Linked DNA regions of Gossypium hirsutum: region 1 is linked to region 2. Evidence: chromatin contacts called from public Hi-C data. All regions are on one chromosome and are shown on one strand. The core of a region is the stretch at or near the end of the contact, and the rest is flanking DNA. Distances in the headings are between cores, read along the strand shown.

What was found. Hi-C and Micro-C count contacts between places; a contact is called where the count stands out from the background.
Region 1: a Hi-C map of fibers shows a contact between it and region 2, with 1.5 times the contacts expected there. The contact joins the promoter of LOC121204891 here to the enhancer-like site in region 2. A contact is called at or near these places in 11 of 34 Hi-C or Micro-C datasets (anther, callus, cotyledon and 5 more).

The regions. Positions count from the first base shown.
Region 1 is chrA01:8,517,703-8,522,062 of Gossypium_hirsutum_v2.1, forward strand. It overlaps LOC121204891 (NAC transcription factor 56), which reads left to right and starts at 2,906. Exons shown (of 4, transcript XM_041075662.1): 1 at 2,906-3,035; 2 at 3,114-3,305; 3 at 3,410-3,717; 4 at 3,823-4,360. The coding sequence starts at 3,017. The coding sequence ends at 4,338.
Region 2 is chrA01:8,479,695-8,484,211 of Gossypium_hirsutum_v2.1, forward strand. No RefSeq gene overlaps it. Among protein-coding and RNA genes, the nearest start is that of LOC121204891, 39 kb to the right of the region's middle. Within about 2 kb of position 1,902, at least 2 of the 9 cell types and tissues checked have an H3K27ac peak or open chromatin away from gene starts, as enhancers often do. A contact at or near this core is called in fibers, where this site is marked.

The DNA of each region.
Region 1 (4,360 bases), core at 1,656-4,155, 39 kb after region 2:
TGGTTAATGAACAAAACTTTCAGAGTATTTATGAAAAGCATTGTTGTCTCCTTCTCTAGAAGAGGTGGTTAGACTTGCGTTGCCACCTCCCTCTATCTCTGAGCGTACTACCTAAAGCTTTCATTTTACTTTTTTTCCATATTTTGTAGTATAATTTTGTTGGGTGTTATGTCAGTCACATGGCTGTATTGTTTCATGAAAGCCTGTGCCAAGTCTTTTCATGAGTTGATTTTGGCACAGCTTAGCTGGTTATACCACTTGGCAGCTGACCCGATCAGACTATGCTGGAAGCAATGGATTAACAATTGGTCATTATTGACGTATCTCGTCATTCTTCTGCAGAACATTATGATATGGGCTTCAGGACAACTAGTCCCATTGTATTTTTCGAATTCTGGATTCTTGAATCTTGGTGGGAGTACTAGATCTGGGATTGAGCTCAACTCCTTAGCATCAACCCTGTAAAGGTAGTCAGCATTCTTTATAGCTCTGAATCCCTAGGGATTCGACGGCCTCTCGAACCGGAGGGGCCACCGATAATGGTGCGAAGATGAAAAAGGCAAGTAAGGTTTTATTTTTTATATTATATTTTTTTTTGAATCAAAGAAAAATAAAAAATAAATCACCTTTTTTTGCTTAAAGTTAGTATACGATTTCTGTCTTTTTGATTGATTTTTTTCGTATTTCTCTCTGTAAAAATTACAATCCGTGGTTATGGCTTTTATAACCATATATTACACTGTTCGTTACTATTTTTTGTATTTTCTTTACTGTTTCATGCTGTCTCTGCTACTATTCTTGCTACTATTTGTTTCTGTCCTTTTTCTCTTTTTGCAGGTGGTGGTGGAGGCAACAGTGTGACGGAAAAGGGTTAGCTTGCCATTTCGGTGAAATGGCGGCAAGGGCATGTCAGGCCTCAGGACAAGGAGCCTCGGGTGGCGAGCGCGCGCTAAGTTTTTTTTTTTCCTGAAAACTTAGTTTAGGTTGTGAGCCACTAAGGCCATTTGGGCTTGTAAATTTGGACCTGACATTTGTAAATGGACTATTTTATTTTTATTATTTTCTTGTTTGGTTTTTGTTTGAGCCCGAGCTAAATTGGCCTATTACAATGTGTAAAAAATTAAATTATTTAAAATATTAATTTTCAATAATTATGATGTAATATTTGTTATTTGATTGACAAAATGTAAATTTAAAGATATATTTTATTAAATTGTCCTCATAAAATTTCCTTATTTTTTACTGTTTATTATACAAATATAGGATCTTATTTTATATTGCTAATAAATAAATTTATTTCTTTAATAAATTAATTTCATATATCTTGAAACTGGAGAGCAACGATAAATAGTCAAAGTTTCTCTTTTAATCAAAATGACAGGGAAAGAATGAAGAAAATTATTTTTTATAAAAAGTAATATTTGAGCATAATGTAATAGAATTTGACTCAGTAATTATTATTATTATTTCATTATGAATTATAAAATGAATCTAACGCAATAAAAATAAGAATAAAATTATCAAAAATGTTATTTTATCAAGGAAATATAATTACCTTGAAACTGTTGAGAATGTGAGATTTTCAATTAAAAGTAAACATGAAAATATTATATTAGAATCTCACATTACTCCATAAATATTATATTTCATGAACTAAATACATCTTTATATTTATTTAATTACTATTAAATTAATTATATATATATTCAACAAACCCACATCCATATTTTTTTAAATTTATCAAATTAACTGTTTTAATTATTTTAAGATTGAAATTTTAGCTATTTAATCTTAAAAATTATAAAATAATTAAAATATATGAATATCTTTATGCTAAAAATTATTATTATTCATTTTTTTAATAAATAAATTGGCGTTTTATCAAAAACTTTATAAGAGTATGGATATATTAAGCGAGAAATAAAAACATCAATCTAACATTTTAAGTTCTTAAATCTCAATCAATGTAGACGTGAAAATAGTCGTCGGCGCTTTAAGACAAATAAGATTAAACAAATTTTTGAAGATTAAGTAAGTAAAAAGAGGACAGAAAACAATTAACACACATCTCAATCATCAATCCAAATTTATATTACAATTATAATCCCCTTTTTAATTTTGTCAATTTTATTATAATATTAAACACAATAAATATTATCTATTGTCGATCTGTTTTATATAAATTATCAAAAAATTTAATTAATTCAATCAATTTTTAATTCGAATCAATAAATTTACAGATCAATCGATTTATTTTCTTTTTTTAAATATACGTATCAACCGATTTTCGATCTTGTCCGACCATGGGTTTAGTGGTTGTAGTGGTAGCTATAATCACCAAAATGAGGGTCGGGTGGTGGGATTTGCATAACAAAAGCATGACATCTGAAGCGTAAAGCTTGTTACCACCCCCACATCACTAAAGTCCGTCCATATTATCTTTTTGTTGCCTTGTGTGGGGGTGTGGTCCCCGCCACCCCATTCATTGCTCACGTGTCAATCAGTCCCACATTTGGGTTCGTTGTCGTCCTCCTCATTATCAATCTCTTTAGCAATTTATTACGCACGAAACTAAATTTATATTTATATTTCTTTTTCAACAGTTAGATTAATTTTTTTATTTTCTGTAAAATAAAGAACTAAATTTTGACAAAATAAAGTAGATGGACTGATTTATCAATTTTCATAAAGTAGAAGGATGAAACTTAGAATTAGACCAATTAACTTCTTACTTTGCATGCCTTGTGTCAACCTTTGCTGTGCATGGGGATTCAGCCAATTAAAACCTGAGCTTAGTCTTTAGCAACTTAGCGAAATGACCAGACTAACCTTCAAACCCGTCACGTGGCTTGTCGGGATTAGGTGGATTAAATAGTAACAGATGCCAACTTTGGTGTATTAAATCCTGGCCCACCTTTCATAATCTTGTTCTAATGCCCATTTATAAAGAAAATGGTCATGCCAACTCTATGCAACATTTTTTTAGCAGCCTCTCAAAACAAACCATAAAAATCCTATGATGCTCTTCTTCTCTGGTAAACTTTCAGAATTCAAAGTAAAATATTCTCAATTTCATTACTGAATTATATATACATACATATATATATTTGAAGGTGTCGCAATGGAGAGCACCGACTCGTCGACCGGCTCACAGCAGCCGAACCTCCCACCGGGATTCCGGTTCCACCCCACTGATGAGGAACTAGTGGTACACTACCTCAAGAAAAAAGCTAGCTCCGCTCCTTTGCCGGTTGCAATTATTGCTGAGGTTGATTTGTACAAGTTTGATCCATGGGAATTGCCAGGTAAACTAAATTATTATGTTTTTAAACTATTTAATGGAAAAAGGGTATAAATTTATATGATTCTGATAAAATAATCATTTTGGATTTGATTTGGGGTTTCGCAGCGAAGGCAACGTTTGGTGAACAAGAATGGTACTTTTTTAGTCCGAGAGACAGGAAGTACCCGAATGGAGCGAGACCGAACAGGGCGGCTACCTCGGGTTACTGGAAGGCAACCGGGACGGATAAGCCGGTGTTGACTTCGGGAGGGACTCAAAAGGTTGGTGTGAAGAAGGCACTGGTTTTCTATGGAGGGAAGCCCCCTAAAGGGATCAAAACCAATTGGATCATGCATGAATATAGGCTTGCTGATAATAAGACTAACAACAAACCCCCAGGATGTGACTTGGGCAACAAGAAAAACTCACTAAGGGTAAATCACTTTATTTATTTTTTTGGTCATATTTATTTCATGTTAATGGTTTTAATATGATATCATGAATTGATCTTTGTTTTTGTTGCTTTTTTGGTTTTACAGCTTGATGATTGGGTGTTATGTCGAATCTACAAGAAAAACAACGCGAATAGACCTCTGGAACATGATAAAGATGACTCCGTGGACGACATGCTTGGTACTGTACCACCTTCAATATCAATCAGTAGCCAACATAATCCAAAATTCCACTTCTCAACAAAGGGAACAAGTTTTGGCACATTACTAGAACATCAAGAACATAATAGTCTGTTTGATGGAATGATGGGGAGTGATGGGATTAACAGTGCCTCCATGGTTAACCCTCTCAAAAGGGCCCTCCCGTCGCTTTACTGGACCGACGATGAAACCGCTGGACCATCGACGAGCAAGAGATTCCATGGGGATAGCAATGATGGGAGCATGGAGAAAACAGATGGGAATGGTTCAATTGCCACTCTGCTCAGCCAGCTACCACAAACCCCTCCATTGCAGCAGCAACAAGCAGCAATGTTGGGGTCAATGGGAGATGGGATATTTCGTCCTCCATATCAACTTCCAGGACTCAACTGGTACTCTTAATTAAATTTCCAGGTAGAGTGGG
Region 2 (4,517 bases), core at 652-3,151:
GCTAAGCTGCGTTTCTGTAAAAGTGTCATTGAACACTTTAAAGGTGTGCAGGGATGGATGGCCACTAAATGTCCATAGTGGTGTGTTGGGATGACCTAAGTTAGTGTGTAGAGAATGTAAATAGGAACATTGTATCTGAATCTGATTTGAACTATGTCTGAACTGGAATAATACATGTGTACATATGTAGCATCTCTGTTCTGAACCTAGATCAAACATGCTTCTAAGATGAACTGAATCTCTGAACTGGAAATTCTCTATGAGTCACTGTTGTTGTTTTACATTGTTTTTTTACGCACTGAGTTCATAACTCACCCTGTTATTGTTTAGGTTTCAGGTGGCAATCAGTCTTGAATGGGTCGGTGTCGCGAAAGCTCGGCCAGACACTTATTAATAATCTGTTAGCGTTATTATTAGGAATATTTGTTTTAGAATGTTATGGATTTATGAAGATTATGAATGTTATGGATTTATGAAGATTTTGTCTTTAAATTACTATTGTGATGAATAATATGTGACAACTAGTTTAATTTGATGGTATTATGGTAGTCCAACTTCGTCTGGACATCTAGGCCGGGTTTAGGGTGTTATAACAAAAATAATATCATATGCTTTGACCAAATCGACATTTGGCTTAACATGATTATCATTTCTCCATTCTCGATTTTTGCATATAGTTATATAGTGGTTTAATTTGTCGTCATAATTGGATACTAGAATAGTAAGCATAGTTGATGAATAAAGCACCAGATAGGGTCCCACGAAAGAGAGGTGGTGTACATGATCCTCTTAAGTACCAAGTCTTTTCTAGACATACATTTTCTTACTATCACACTTATTTCCAGAAACCAACTATGGTTTTGTCACACACAAAACAGTTTTCCCTTTTTTTTCTTTGTGTCTCAAAATTTTATTTTAAATTTGTAACCAATCCAAAAAAAAAAATCATCATAAATCATGTTTAAAATAAATTCAACTCACATATATAAGCATACAATTCAAAGTATGTTTAAAAATAAATAAATTAAACTTACATTATCGTTCAAATCAAATAATGTAACAAATAAGAAATTCCCATCATAGTTGCAAATTAATACAACTTTAACAATTAAGTCAAATTATTAAATAATGCTCAAGTTAAATCCAATGCTCGGCCCAAGCACCCAATCCACATGAAGGGTAAAATTAACATTAACTAAGTTCAAAGTAAATTCACATCATTATTACGTTAAGAATTTCACTTTATTAAACTCTATTTAAGGCCAACTAACTTTCCAATAATCATAGAAATAACATACTTTAATCATAGAAATAATATATTTTACATGCTGGGCTTTTTTTTTTTTCAAAATTAAACCTACTGTAAACTATAAGAAATATTTAGATCTCATCCCTTTTTTATACATGCATGAGAATCTCGAACAATATAAATATTAATATCATTAGAAGATAGGCAGGAAGGCAACAACCAAAGTAGGCATATGGTACATTCATGGAAAATTGACATAGGCAACACTACCATAATAATAACAACAACGAGCATGGGCTTTGACAGTATAGACAACGTCTAAGTATGAAATAGTAAATATTGCATTAAGTTGATGAATCGAAAATATGAATTGAATAGTTTGAAGCATGTTAGACATTGTCTTTAAGGATATTTCACCGTATAACGTATCTTTTAATATTCATTAAGCTCTTCCATTATAAAATAAAAGTGAAAATCAACATTAGATCACAATATATATACATCAAAAGGATGGAGAGAATAAACGAGAGGAGAAAGAGTTTTAAGGTTACAACATTGTTGAATATTTAAATTACATAATGAAAAAATATTTTTTAAAAATCATTAAAAGTTGATTATTTGATGGTTGTTTTAAGTTTAAACAATCTCATAAATTGGGTTGAGTTACTTTTGCATTGGTAAATAATTTCAGGATATTTCATAATGAGGTAATTTCGAGTTTAGATCATTTTGGATTCAAGTAATTCAAAATTTTTAAATAGGGTCATATCAAATCACTTTTTTCAAGGCATATCAAATTTAAATCATTTTGTGTTTAGATTATTTTAAAATTAACATTTTAAAATTAAGACATTACAAATTTAAGTTCAAAAAATTTAAATGATTATTTTTTATAATTAAATTAAATTATTTTAAATTTCAATTCAAGATCAAACTTTTGATCCTGACAGATCAAACATACATCCCATTAAGACCACATTCATCCATAATGATAGTAATAATTATAAGGATTAGCTAAAGAGAAAATTAAAATTTGATTTGTGACTGCTAGATGTATGTATATCATATATTAATTACTTTAGATTTTATAATAATGGTGGCCACTAGCTAGGTTTTAGGTGGCTTGAATTCAATGTAGGCTTTCAAATTTGTGATTGCTTTATAAATTATCTTTGGCGTTGGTCCATGACAAAGACTAAAAGGCTTTGTCGTGATTTTCAAAAATGGAATGTGAATTGCATTGGCAATTTGTATACTAAATTCGGCTTCAATCCAAAGCATTAAAGGAACCAAAATTCTATATCAGGTACAGCAATTGTGGCCCTCGATTCTGCCTTGTTTGCCTTTGTTCAGCTCTACTCATTAAACACTATGTTTGGTAGCCAAATTAAATAAGAGAGGGAGGCTTTCTTTTTTCCTTTTCTTTGAGAAGAAAATTTGTTGGACAAAAATGAATTAAATGCAAAGTTATAAATATAATTATTAATTTAAGTTGAAAGAGTGTTTCTTTTTCGCATTTGAAATAATTAAAATTCAAAAAAATATATAAATTTGAATTCTTTTCACCTTCATATTTGCTTGATTTATACCGTATGTAATTGTTATTTGTAGGTTTTTAATCTCATTATTTGTTATCGTTATGTGTGAATTTTAGTCTGATGGGATAATTTTAATTCGGATTATCTTAATTCTTAGCTTTTTCTTTACACTGATTTGATTGTAATTTGTAATTACGTGGATATATATTTCTGATTGTATTGTATTTGTGTTTATACTATGATTGCATTGTACTTGTACTTACAAACTCTAAAAAGGAATAATTAATTTCCGTGTTTAATTTTAATTATAAAACATTTTTATTTATATTAATAAATGTTAATTCAAGCTTTTGAATCAAGTTAAAAAGATACCCTAAATAAAAAAAATCTAAAAAACTTTGGGGTCGAGGTATAGGATCTATTGAGTTTATTCCATACTATAAATTTTCCTGCCGAACAGGACGTAGCATATTTTAGTTTGTTCATAAGTAGCTTTCGATAATGAAAATGAAATCCAATTTTATGAATTGAAAGAGATGGATATATGATGGATTAGATCATTTGAATTAAAACAAAACCGGTCTTTTCTTGAAATTAACGTATAGTGTATGTCATATGCTTTAATTCATATATATATATATATATATATAAAAGATAAGTTCTATGGTTTCATTAAAACAATTGTGTAATTCAATCTTAGCTTTAAAAATGCAACGATGATAACAATCAAGAAATGCAGGGGTTTGAGTTGAAAGTTAAAAACTACATCGGCTGGAATTGGCACCCCATTAACATAATTCAAACAAGTAAACTATAATAGGTTAATTCCATTTTATTTATCCAATTCAATTCAACTTGATTTAATTAAATTGATTTTTTTTGAATTTAGGGCAAAATTGATAGATATGTATTTCAAATTGATAGGTTAATTTTGTTTTTTTTTTAATTTTGTAAAATTTTCATGTGATATAATTTGAATAATACAAAACAAAAAACCATGTTATAAGCTTGAAAAAAAATGTCAATTTATGCTACGCTCTAAGTATAGAAGCATGAGACTTGTATTTTAAATAAGCCCCACGCTTCTTATGCAAGCTTAATTTATAGGCCTAATATTTTGGTTTAAACCTTTTCAGAGCAAGCCTTTGGGCTTTGACAAATAACCTGACCCTTGAGAAAATATTTATATTTATCTAAAAGTTAAAATATCCTTCAAGTCCTTGATCTCTTCATACAATCTGGAATTTTAGTTCACTACTTTTATTTCTTAGAATTTAGTTTTATTTTTTAAATTTTAAAAACTTAAGTCCAATTGTTAACACCACTAAAACGCTTATATTAAATTTGCTGGTATGATATTTTAAAATAAATAGAATATTCATTTGGTAGCCATGTAAAAAAAATGACATTATATTGAACCTAAATCTAACAGAAGGATTTTAACCGTGTCAACTAGGGGTGAGAAAAGCTTGATTCGATTAGAAAAGATCTATTTTTTCCAATTTTGAATTTTGATTTATTCGGTTTTTCGAATCAACTCGAATAAGTAATTCTGTTTTTTGAGTTGAAGTCAAGTTGAACTTTGCAACACGAATAATTCAAAGAACTTGAATAAAAAATTAATGTAAATACCCGTTGTGTCCCTGATAAATTCAAAAATGTGCAAATTGGTCTCTCTTAAAAAGTTACACAAAAAAATCAAAATTATCTTAAAACTAAAAAATATTTAT